Regions from separate parts of the Mus musculus genome. Here region 1 is linked to region 2. A link is a contact called in public HiChIP or PLAC-seq data. All regions are on one chromosome and are shown on one strand. Each heading gives the region's core, a stretch centred on a gene start, on an enhancer-like site or on the middle of the called end of the contact. The rest is flanking DNA. Distances are from core to core; before and after follow the strand shown.

What was found. HiChIP or PLAC-seq counts read pairs in DNA pulled down with a chosen protein or histone mark.
Region 1: an H3K4me3 HiChIP or PLAC-seq map of craniofacial prominence shows a contact between it and region 2, with 4 times the contacts expected there. The contact joins two enhancer-like sites. A contact is called at or near these places in 1 of 15 datasets of contacts at CTCF or cohesin (large pre-B cells), 1 of 484 Hi-C or Micro-C datasets (embryonic stem cells), 4 of 115 datasets of contacts at active chromatin or transcription factors (astrocytes, craniofacial prominence, forebrain and 1 more) and 1 of 9 other capture datasets (embryonic stem cells).

Annotation. Positions count from the first base shown.
Region 1 is chr16:38,472,979-38,478,063 of GRCm38.p6, reverse strand. It overlaps Cd80 (CD80 antigen), which reads right to left. Exons shown (of 5, transcript NM_009855.2): 2 at 3,881-4,198. It also overlaps the pseudogene Gm8590. Among named protein-coding and RNA genes, the nearest start is that of Gm41453, 7.4 kb to the left of the region's middle. Within about 2 kb of position 1,508, at least 135 of the 459 cell types and tissues checked have an H3K27ac peak or open chromatin away from gene starts, as enhancers often do. A contact at or near this core is called in craniofacial prominence, where this site is marked.
Region 2 is chr16:37,687,215-37,692,483 of GRCm38.p6, reverse strand. No RefSeq gene overlaps it. Among named protein-coding and RNA genes, the nearest start is that of Gm35833, 9.1 kb to the right of the region's middle. Within about 2 kb of position 2,318, at least 86 of the 459 cell types and tissues checked have an H3K27ac peak or open chromatin away from gene starts, as enhancers often do. A contact at or near this core is called in craniofacial prominence, where this site is marked.

The DNA of each region.
Region 1 (5,085 bases), core at 259-2,758, 790 kb before region 2:
CCACATGCGCCCACTCACATGGTCACGCTCTCCTGGACCTCCAGTTCTCAGCACTCATGCATCACCCTAAGTCCATGTTCAATGCCCCCTTGCTTCTTAAAAAAGTAAGGTTAGCCGCGCGTGGTGGACCACACCAGTAGGCAGGTATACTTTGGAGGCTGCAGTAGGAAGAGTATGATGTCAGCCTAGGCTATATAATGAGTTCGAAGCCACCCTTTCCCTTTCTTTCTTTCTTCCTTTCTTTCTTGCTTCCTTTCTTTCTTTCTTTCTTTCTTTCTTTTCTTTTCTTCTTCTTTTTTTTTTTTTTTTTTTTTTTTTTGTAATATAAGGCCATCTGTTCAAGTCCACCTTGGAAACCTGTAACAGATATTTAAATACTACATGAAAAGGCATCTTTAATATACTTTTTAAAAACATTTGAAGTAATCTGCTAAGAGTAAGTGTGTGTGTGTGTAAAAAAAAATTCATTCCCCTTTGAGTGCACTTTGACCTTTGAAGGAGGCAGGGTGGCAGGGAGGCAGGGAGGTCAAGTGGTTAGTGCTTCATCCAGGGGTAGGCTTCGATGGAGGCCTTGCTTCGGTCCCCATAGTCGTACAGGAGCTCCTCCCCAGCTGCGATGTCTCGGGTGGCGATGAGGATGAGGTGAGGCACGCCGTCGATGTCGTGCAGTTTGGTCTGGCAGTTCCCACACTTACTGTGATTGATGAGTCTCCCCAGGCAGTTCGTTTCTTGAGTGGCATCCACGCAGTAGGTTTTGCTCAGATACTGAAAATAGTACATGTAGCAGCCTGTGGAGGGGTCCTGTGCGTACAAGAGCCTCCCGCTTCTTGGCATCGGTAATTTCAATGAGGTTCCCATGGTATTCTACCACAAAGTATCCTCCGGGAAAACAGCTTGGTAGCGATCCCGCCCCTGCCTTTGCCATCAATTAGATGGATCTTCATGCCTTCTTCCTTCCCGCTCTCAGTCAGCTCGTCTATTTTCTTCCTTTCTTCAGACTGCAGCTCAGCTTTGCTCTTCCAGGAGCTCCTCCGCACAGGGTAGAAATCGGTGAATTTTCTATTCTGCTGGGTTTTCCCTTGAGACTTTTTCTGAGGGGCCTGCTTGCCCTTGAGGGGCTTTTTCAGGGTTTGCTTAGCGACTGCTACATTGGTAGAGTCACATGATGGGGGTGGAGTTTTTGGAGGTTCTGCTGCTTCGGATTTTTGGTTTGAAAAAGGCGCCAGGGGACCTCTCCTGGTGTCTTTGCTCTTCTGTTCATCTGACTTCACAGCGCTTCGGATAACGTTCCTGGCGTTCCTTTTCTCGCTTCCTGTAGATTCCAGCTAATGGTTTCCCCGGGCATTTGACCTCGTGATGGGCAACCGAGTTCTCTTCCTGAAGTGGAGAGCGCATTCCAGAGCACTTGTTAGGACTCATGTAGGCATAGATCTTTGGCTGCCCAGCAAACACGTTCTCCCCGTCGCTGCGGGAGGCCCCTCTGCTCCACCATCTCCGGGACCAGAGCAGCCGCCGCTGCTGCCGCCTCCACCGCGCGGGACTTGCACAGCTTCCTGCCTTGTGTTCTAGTGGCCTTCATCTTTAAGAAAAATGCCTAGGTAGGCAGGATTCCAGGCACTCTGGTGACTGCTTACTGCCTTGTGCTGTTGTGCGGTTGCTGTTAGGGATACTGGTGGTGTTAGGGCATGCGGCCAAAGATTTGTTGTATTTGTGCAAAGTCATAGATGCGAAGGACATCAGAAGGTACTCAGCTTCTGCCTTAGCTAGCATTAGGACCACACAACTAAGTCACTTCCCGAGTCTGGCCCTCTAATGTCTTAGTAGCTAAAATTCCAAAGCCTTGTTTTCCATGACCTACCCAAGGGACCTCCCAACCTCTACAATCCTCATTTTCTAAAAAAAAAAAAAAAAAAAAAAAAGGCTTGTACTCAGATCAAATATACAGTATTTAATCTGTAATCACAACCACTACATTTTATTAATTCCTTGCTACTCTGGCATTTTAAAGAGACAAGGAGGCTTCCTGGAGTTGATTTCATTTGTATATTTGACCTCCAGCAAGATGCTAAAGTAGACTTAGAGTCAAGTGTGGATACCTCCTGCCACTTGCTTCTCATGCTTAGACTTTAGGAATTTAGCTCCTCCCCTCTCCTGTGGCAGTCAGTTCCTCTACTCCAGTCCATACCCTGAGCTTTCGTTTTGGAAGTCTGAGTGCCACCGAGCTTGTATGAGCAGGGGTCAGTGACTATCAAGAGCAGCTCTTAAACAGAGATTTGCCCTGTGACTGTGGGCCACTCCCTTGCTTTTTAGTCTTGGTTTGTAGGCAGGTTAATAACCCATGCATTCCAGAGATGAAGGGATGGAAAGACACCACTTAGCACGGAGCCTGACACACAGGATATATTTAGGAAGACGCTCTCATTTAAATCAGGCTGTCAAGGAAACCTTCTGAAAATGCCCAGGGATACTGGGAGAAATGGGAGAAATGAGGGAAGAATACGGAGTATAGTTACCAGAAAAGGGAAAACCCTGAATTTGGTTGCAGAGGAAGTCATTGTAAACAACAACAACAACAACAATTCCTTGGTAGTGAAATCTCTCTGAGTTTGAGGCTAGACTCCAAGCCAGCCAAGGCTACATAGTGAGACCCTATCTCAAAACCCAAAACTAAAACAAAGGGGAAATTTAAAATGGGCCTTGTTCTTAAATAAAGTTGCATGTGTTCCTGACCTATTTATAGTTGGCATTATTATTTTCTACTTATTACCTTAATGCCACGCAATCAAACTACTACTTGGATAGTCAACATAAAAATTTTATTTTGTTTCTTCTAACCAGACATCATGGGCTTTTTAACCTGGAGTAACAAATCTGCAGGCCTAACGCTCTCAGTCACAACTCATGTTTGTTTTTTTTCTAAGAAATGGTTAGTTCAGTAAGAGCCACCTTTTCCTATCTGACTGAGCTTACAGCAGCCTCAGCTTTCTCCCCTAGCCCTGCTACAAGATAACGAGTTAGAGGAACTACTTTGAAGGTCTTTTTTTTGGGGGGGGGGGTTGAGACAGGGTTTCTCTGTATAGCCCTGGCTGTCCTGGAACTCACTTTGTAGACCAGGCTGGCCTCGAACTCAGAAATTCGCCTGCCTCTGCCTCCCGAGGACTGGGATTAAAGGCATATTCTACCACGCCCGGCTTACTTTGAAGGTCTTGCAAGACTGAACCATCTAAAGATTAGCCCTTTGGGACTAAAGAGATGGCTCAGCAGTTAAGCACATACTCCTAACTCACTCTTGCAGAACACACAAGCACTCATATTGGGTGACTCGCAAGTGCCTTTAACTCTAGTTCCTGGGGAATCCAATACTTTCTTCTGACTGCTGTGAGCATCTGAGCACACACATATACATAGTTAAAAACAAAGTAAATCTTTAAAAATAAAAGACTGGCTCTTCATCTCTCAGATGACTCAGTTAACCCAGGTTTTGGTCACTTTTAGTGGAGAAAGGTGAGTATATGTTATGAACAAAGGCAGGAATGCAAATGATTCAGAAAAGTAAAAAATATGTGACCTGATTAACTTGCTACCCAGAATAAGATAGTTCTCAAATGCAGTTTACAGTACGGCCACTATATATCACAGTTATTGTGCTTCCGCGAGTCAGAAGGCATCTCAGGCCATTCTAGCGCCTGGGATGGTTACCGTGACCTTGAATGATCCCAACTACAAGAAAAGTGCATTAGTAGAGGTCTCCACCTTGATCAATCAGGTTTTCTGTAGCACTAGAGACTCAACCCTCACTTATGAAGTCAGACGTTTCCTTCTCTGCTAAACGTGTCACCCCCATCAATAGACATGTTCCTTTAAGGAGAATCCTACCAACCTTTGATGGACAACTTTACTAAAGCCAAGTGTTTAACTTCATACGTTCCTCTTTCCTTCTTTTGAACGACACAGCTGTATGTGCCCCGGTCTGAAAGGACCAGGCCCAGGATGATAAGAGAGTAGGTAGTGTTGTCATATAAAGTCCGGTTCTTATACTCGGGCCACACTTTTAGTTTCCCAGCAATGACAGACAGCACCACTTTGTCATGTTTTTGCCAGTAGATTCGGTCTTCAGACTCATCTTCATGAGGAGAGTTGTAACGGCAAGGCAGCAATACCTTATCTTTCACTGACTTGGACAGTTGTTCATCAACATCTAAAAAGAGGCAAGTAAGAAAAATGTTTATCTTTAATGAACAACCAAACTCTTATGCACTATAAAGTGACTAACCACGGTGCATGAAGCTAGAATTTTTTTTTCCCCAACACATTATTTTTTGTTGTTCTTTGTTTTAGGGACATTTTTAGAGATAGTGTCTCTCTCTCTATGTAGCTCTGATTGTCCTGGAACTTGCTGTGTAGACCAAGCTGACCTCGAACTCACAAGATTCTCTGCCAGGATGGGTAATATACCCAGAGGGGCCCCCACCTGCTCAGAGGAGAAGGGGAGGGGAAGGTGGGGAAAGATTGAGGAAGGGTGTGACCAAGAGGTGGGCAGTGAGTGGATGTAAGGTGAATAAGTAAAACAATAAAAAGAACCACATATATGTTGGATACTTATAATCCTGGCACTTCAGAGCTAGGAGAATAGCAAGTTTGAGGCTGGCTTGTCCTACACTGGGAGGCTCTGTCTCAAAATACCAAAGGCTGAGGATGTAGCTCAATGGTAGGACACATGCACATCATATGCAAGGCCCCGAGTTTGATGGCCAACACAGAAAGAAGTGCATCAAGTTTACGCTGTCGACCATCTTTAAGTTTACAGGGGAGAAACATCTCCACATTGTTGTGAAACAGACTTCTGGAGATGTTGGTATGTGTCACAAATCTCCGCACCCATTAAACAACCGACTCGCTCTCCACTTCCCTCACCCCTGAAGCTGCCACTCTGCTGTTTGCCTCGGTGAGGCTGACTACTTCAAATCTACTGGCCTTCTTGTGGTTGGCCTGTTTACTTAATATTACGTCTTTAAGGTTTGTTCATCTCGTGTTATATGACGAGTTCCTTGCCATGTGACATAACAGTCACAAATAATCTGTCTC
Region 2 (5,269 bases), core at 1,069-3,568:
TGATTCCTTTGCAGTTCAAAGCAAGGCGATCTGTATTATATGTTATATATATATTATGTGCTCATACATTTCTCTGTGTTCTCTTCTCTGTGAATGTGTCTTTCAGATTCTTCTCCCTGTGTACATTGAAATTTAATCAAGATTCTACCTCCATGCTTGGGAATCCTTGATGAGTCCTCTAGTGCCCAGCAAATCAAGTCCAACTTTATGAACAGTGTTCAAGATGCTTAACAATTTGCACCCAACAGGTCTCTAACAAGTCATCTTCACTTCTCAGGGTGAGAGAGTCCAAGGCAACATGGGCTGTGTCTTCAGCTTTCTTTCTTTTCTTTACATTTTTTTGTTTTTCTTTTTTCTTTTCCACTCTCCCTCCTCCCCTCCCTCCCTCCCGCCTTCCCTCCCTTCTTCCCTTCCCCCCTACTCCTCCTCCTCTTCCTCCTCCTCTACCTCTTCCTCCTCCTTTCTTGGAGACAGGGTCTCCCTCTGTATCCCTGATTGGCTTGGAGCTCACTATGTAGAGGCTGGCCTTGAACTCACAGAGATCCACCTGCCTCTGCCACCCAAGTGCAGGAATTAAAACTGTGCCTCCATGTCTGGCTCTCCAATAAGTTTTTCAAACTTCCCTGTACCGCAGTGTCCTCAACAAGGGGAGGACAACAATAGTAATACTTTGAGTTGAAAGAGTCAACTAAATGCTAGGATTTGAGATTAGAGTGGAGAACCGCCAAGAGCCACCTGCCTCTGTTCTCACCGCTGCCTTCCCATTGGCTTAGATGTTTCCAGCGCTGTGCCTTTTCCCAGATTCTAACTTCTGAAATACTCTGGCTTTCTCTCTGAGCTTTTCAAAAACAGTCCTCAACAAATTCTTCCTCTTGCACAAGTTTCCCAGGGTGCTCAGCTCCAATCTTCTCTTCTGGTTACGGGTTGTCCTCGGGACCTTCCCTTGAAACTGTGCGAATAGTCATTTACTCACACTTCTGCACTGTGGTAGTCATCACGAGGGCAGTTTTTCCTGGCCTACCCCGATAAGCTTGGGGTTTTTTTGAAGGCAAAAATCCAAGCCTGTTTTTGTCCACAGCTCCCTGCCACATTGCCCTTTCCAAGGGTCGCTCTCTAGGTGTGCATGCATTTGAACTGATTTGATTGACAGGTTGAGCGCAAGTGGCAAGTGTCTTCGGAGTGGTGAGCTAAAAGTGTGGCAAAGGCTTCTGCTGATTGCTTCTGAGGGAGGTATGACATCTTCAGATAAGAAGGTCCATTTCTACCTTACACCTGATGGGGACATGCTGCCCTCTCCAGGAGGACTTGCCTGGAGCTGTCTCTCATAAGGCTAAGATCAGGAACTGATTTTAGCAGCTGAAGGGTGTTGTTAGCTAGCAACTTAGCCAGCTGCTGAGAGGAAGGGACAGTCCCTAGGGCTGCCTGCAACGGGAAGAGGTGATCTCAAGAGCAGCTGCTTCAGAAGGAGGCATCACGCATTTGTCGCTTGGCTGTCCAGACTTGCCCACCTTGGAAACCTTAGGCAACTAAGGACCAGGGTCAAGTAAGAAATATGGTGTTCAGCTAGGGCTTCTACATTCTAATACAAATTCTTTCACTGCCTTCCAGGGTGTCTGTAACTATGTATCATAACCTGCAGCTCCCTCAACCTGTTCATGAGGGTGTTACAACAACGTGTGATCTCCTGGTCTTGCTGATGCCTGCATTCTGTAACCCTTCTTTTCTCCTCACAGTAGACTCAGGAGACTACAAAGCAGGAGAGACCGGGACCTCCCTAGGCTGGGGCTCACATTCTTCCTAAGAGTGGGATGTAACCAAATCTCTAGCCAAAGGAGGCTATTGAGTCAGCCCCTAGGGCATAGGATGGGATCCTATTTGTTAGGAGTGGCCGTGCTTACCAGTATCCTGGAATCTTTTCCCTTCTCCACCCAGTCTGGGAAAGTACGCACTTGGGAAACATGATGGAGGGAGAGCAAGGCGAAAGTGGGCTAAAGACCTGTATTAGAGTCGCTTGTATTCGATCTAGTGTAGGAGGTTTATTGGGGGATGGGAGAGCAAAGGGCTATCTAGGAGTGGGGACATGAAGGACAGAGGCAGACAGGCAGGCAGGGGTGGGGTGGGGAAGGCAAGAGATGAGAGAGGAAGAGAGAGACAGAGAGACATGACAGAGGGGACTGAGAAACAGAGATCTGGGTGGCTGGTGTTCCTTTTATGCACAGCGTACACCGGTGCACCAAGCAGCGGCTGGCAGTGATGTAAGCCCCTGTTAGATCTCTGCGAGCAGGCCCGTAGGAATGCCTGTTTGTATTTCACATTCCTGCTTTGCTGTTCCACGTCTTGGAAATGCAACAGCCCTGTGAGGTACGGGACTCTGTGGTATGTGCTGGAGGAGACGGAACGGAAGAGGAAACACATGTCTGGACCTCCAAAGAGCTGGCAATCAGGTCCCATTTGCAAATGCTCACAGGAGCAACAGAGGGGGTTTCACCTCTAGAGTCCACGGAGATTATGCATGAAAGCAAATTAGGTTGTTTTTCCTGGAAGATTCATAGTTATCTTATTTCAAAGTCATGGTGGACCTCGAGAGTGCATGAAGAATTGAACTCTAGTTACAAGATCCTCACTGAAACCCTGGTTTCCCACTTATCTCTGTGATAACAAATTGCCCAACCTCTCTAACCTGTAGGGAGCAGAGGAGCCCCTGAGTGAGTGAGGCCTTGCGTGCATGTGTATTTTGACACGGGCATGGCCTGTCGAGGACTCAAAGACCAATTGGCCTTTGGGAGATTCGCAAAGCAGTTTGGGCCTGACTCAAGAGAAATGAGGAGGCTTTTCTCTAGGATCAGAGTCTGAGTGTTTATGAATGATGGATCAGTGTGTGCAGACTAGAACTGCAGCTTCCTCCTCAGGAGTGTTTGCAGCCTGAGATGGCTTGTGTACAGAGATGGCCTGCTGAGACCAGCCAATCCCCAGAGACCTTCTGCAGAGACCAGCCAATCCCCAGAGATCTCCTACAGAGACCAGCCAATCCCCACCCACACTGTGCTGTAACCAATAAACACACCGAGGTTCTAAGAGGAAGTAGCTGTAAGAGAAACCCTGATCCCAGCATTATTGCATATGCATCTGCAGGTCTTTCTTCTCTTTTCGTTGCTGTCTCTAGCCACGGTTCCAGGACCTAGCTGGTCATACCACTAATCCTTCCTTTCTTCACCCCCAGAATGGGGGAATATTTTGTTTTGCTTATCTTGTAGGGTTGTTATGAAATTATTTTCTAGAACATAATATCACAACCTGGTGGTGCAGGCTTTTAATTCCAGATTCCCCAGATAGTTGAGAGTCAGAGACATGAGGAGTATGAGTTCGAGGCCCGCCAGTGTTACAAAGTTAGTTCAAGGTCAGCCTGGGTAACTTAAGGAGACCCTTCCTCAAAATAAAAACATTTTTAAAGGTCTGAGAGGAGGGAGGAAGGGCTCACAAGCTCCTACCCATACCTGAGGAGTTATTGACTTTCAATAGCTGCTGAGGAAGGAAGAATCAGGTTTCTTTCAGGGTGTGGCCCCTGGTACTGGTGTCTATCCATAGCCTAAACTGGATCTGGTGGGTTTCAGAATAATAAGAGGACATGAAGTAGAGAAGGAGTAAAGGGTAGATCTGGGAGGAGCTGGAAAAGGAGTGTGAAATTAATATGATCAAAAAAGCAACGGCAAATAAAATAAAATAAAATAAGCCGGGCAATGGTGCCGCATGCCTTTAATCCCAGCACTTGGGAGGCAGGTGAATTTCTGAGTTCGAGGCCAGCCTGGTCTACAGAGTGAGTTCCATGACAGCCAGGGCTACACAGAGAAACCCTGTCTCGGAAAAAAAAAATTAAAAAACAAAACAAAACAAAATTCCTTAAAGCAAATGAATATTTGTGCTTATCGGTTTTATTTCTTACTTAGTCAAGTTGACACAAGCTAGGGTCATCTGGAAAGAGGGAACCTCACTTGAGAAAATGCCTTCATTACACTGGCCTGTAGGTAAGTTCAGGGGCACTTTAGTAACTAATGATTGATGTGGGAAGGCCCAGCCCACCGTGGGTGGTGCCACCTCTTGGTAGTCCTGGGTTCTGCAAGAAACCAAGCTAAGGAAGTGAAGAGATAGTCTGGCAGTTAAGAAAGCTCTTAAAAGCTATTCTCTCAAAGAACCTTGGTTCAAATCCTGGCACCCACAGGACAGCTAATGACCATCACTAACTCCAGTTTCTTTAAGTATTGTATATGTGTGACTGCAGCCTGTGCAGGTGAAGAGTCCATACACATGAAGTAAAAATAAATATTTTTTTTCCTAAAAAAGAAAGGAGGCTGAACAAGCCATGGAAAGCAACCCAATAAACAGTACCCCTCCATGGTCTCTGCTTCACTTCCTGCCTCCAGGTTCCTTCCTTCTGGCTGAAGCCCTTTCCTCCCCAAGCTGCCTTTGGTCTTGGTGTCTGTCACAGCTGTAGAAACCTAGCAAGGACCATGTTTAAAATCAAAACACAAGGCTAGAAAGAATGACAAAGAATAGGGCTTATCAAAACCCCAGAGATGTCTCGTATTTTCCTCTCACAGACAATGAAATCAAGACTGGGAAGAAGTCCAGGGTCAGACAGCTAAGCTCAGGGAGAGCCAAGACCAGAGAAAAGCCTCTTCAAAACTGTTCTCCTGGCTGTAGGAAAGTCAGCCCCTAAGCATGCAGTCTGTCTGTCTGTCTGTCTGTCTGTCTGCCTGCCTCTGCAAGCCCTTTGTAGCCTCTCCCCTCTGCTCCGCTGCAGCTTCGTTTCTGTTCCGTACCTCCAGCCGACTCCTGTGAAAATGGATCTCATTTGAAGTTACATCAATACCACAGGATCGGTGACCCTGTGAGAGAGGCCCAGAGATGAGCTGGGGACGGTTTGTGTGGAAAAGTGAGAGTCTTAGTCATCAGTCTGAACACCGGAAGTGGAGGGGTTCTGTAAGAAAGAGCTAAGTACAAGCTCGTGAAACAAATGATACAGAGGTAGCTCAGAGAGCACGTGAGCTGGCGGTGGTGGGCGAGCACATTCTTCCTCTGCCTGTTGTTCCATCTCCAGATGTTGCCTTCTGGGTTCTTTTGCTTTCCAGTCTAGACAGGACCCTGGGAGCTTGCTGCGGTCATGCCTTCTCCTCCCAACCCCGCCTGCCTCTCCCTCCATCCCCGCTCTGTGAGAGATTACCTTCAGTGTTTCAGAACACGATTCTATTCTTTAATAAATGCCGGCAGAGGC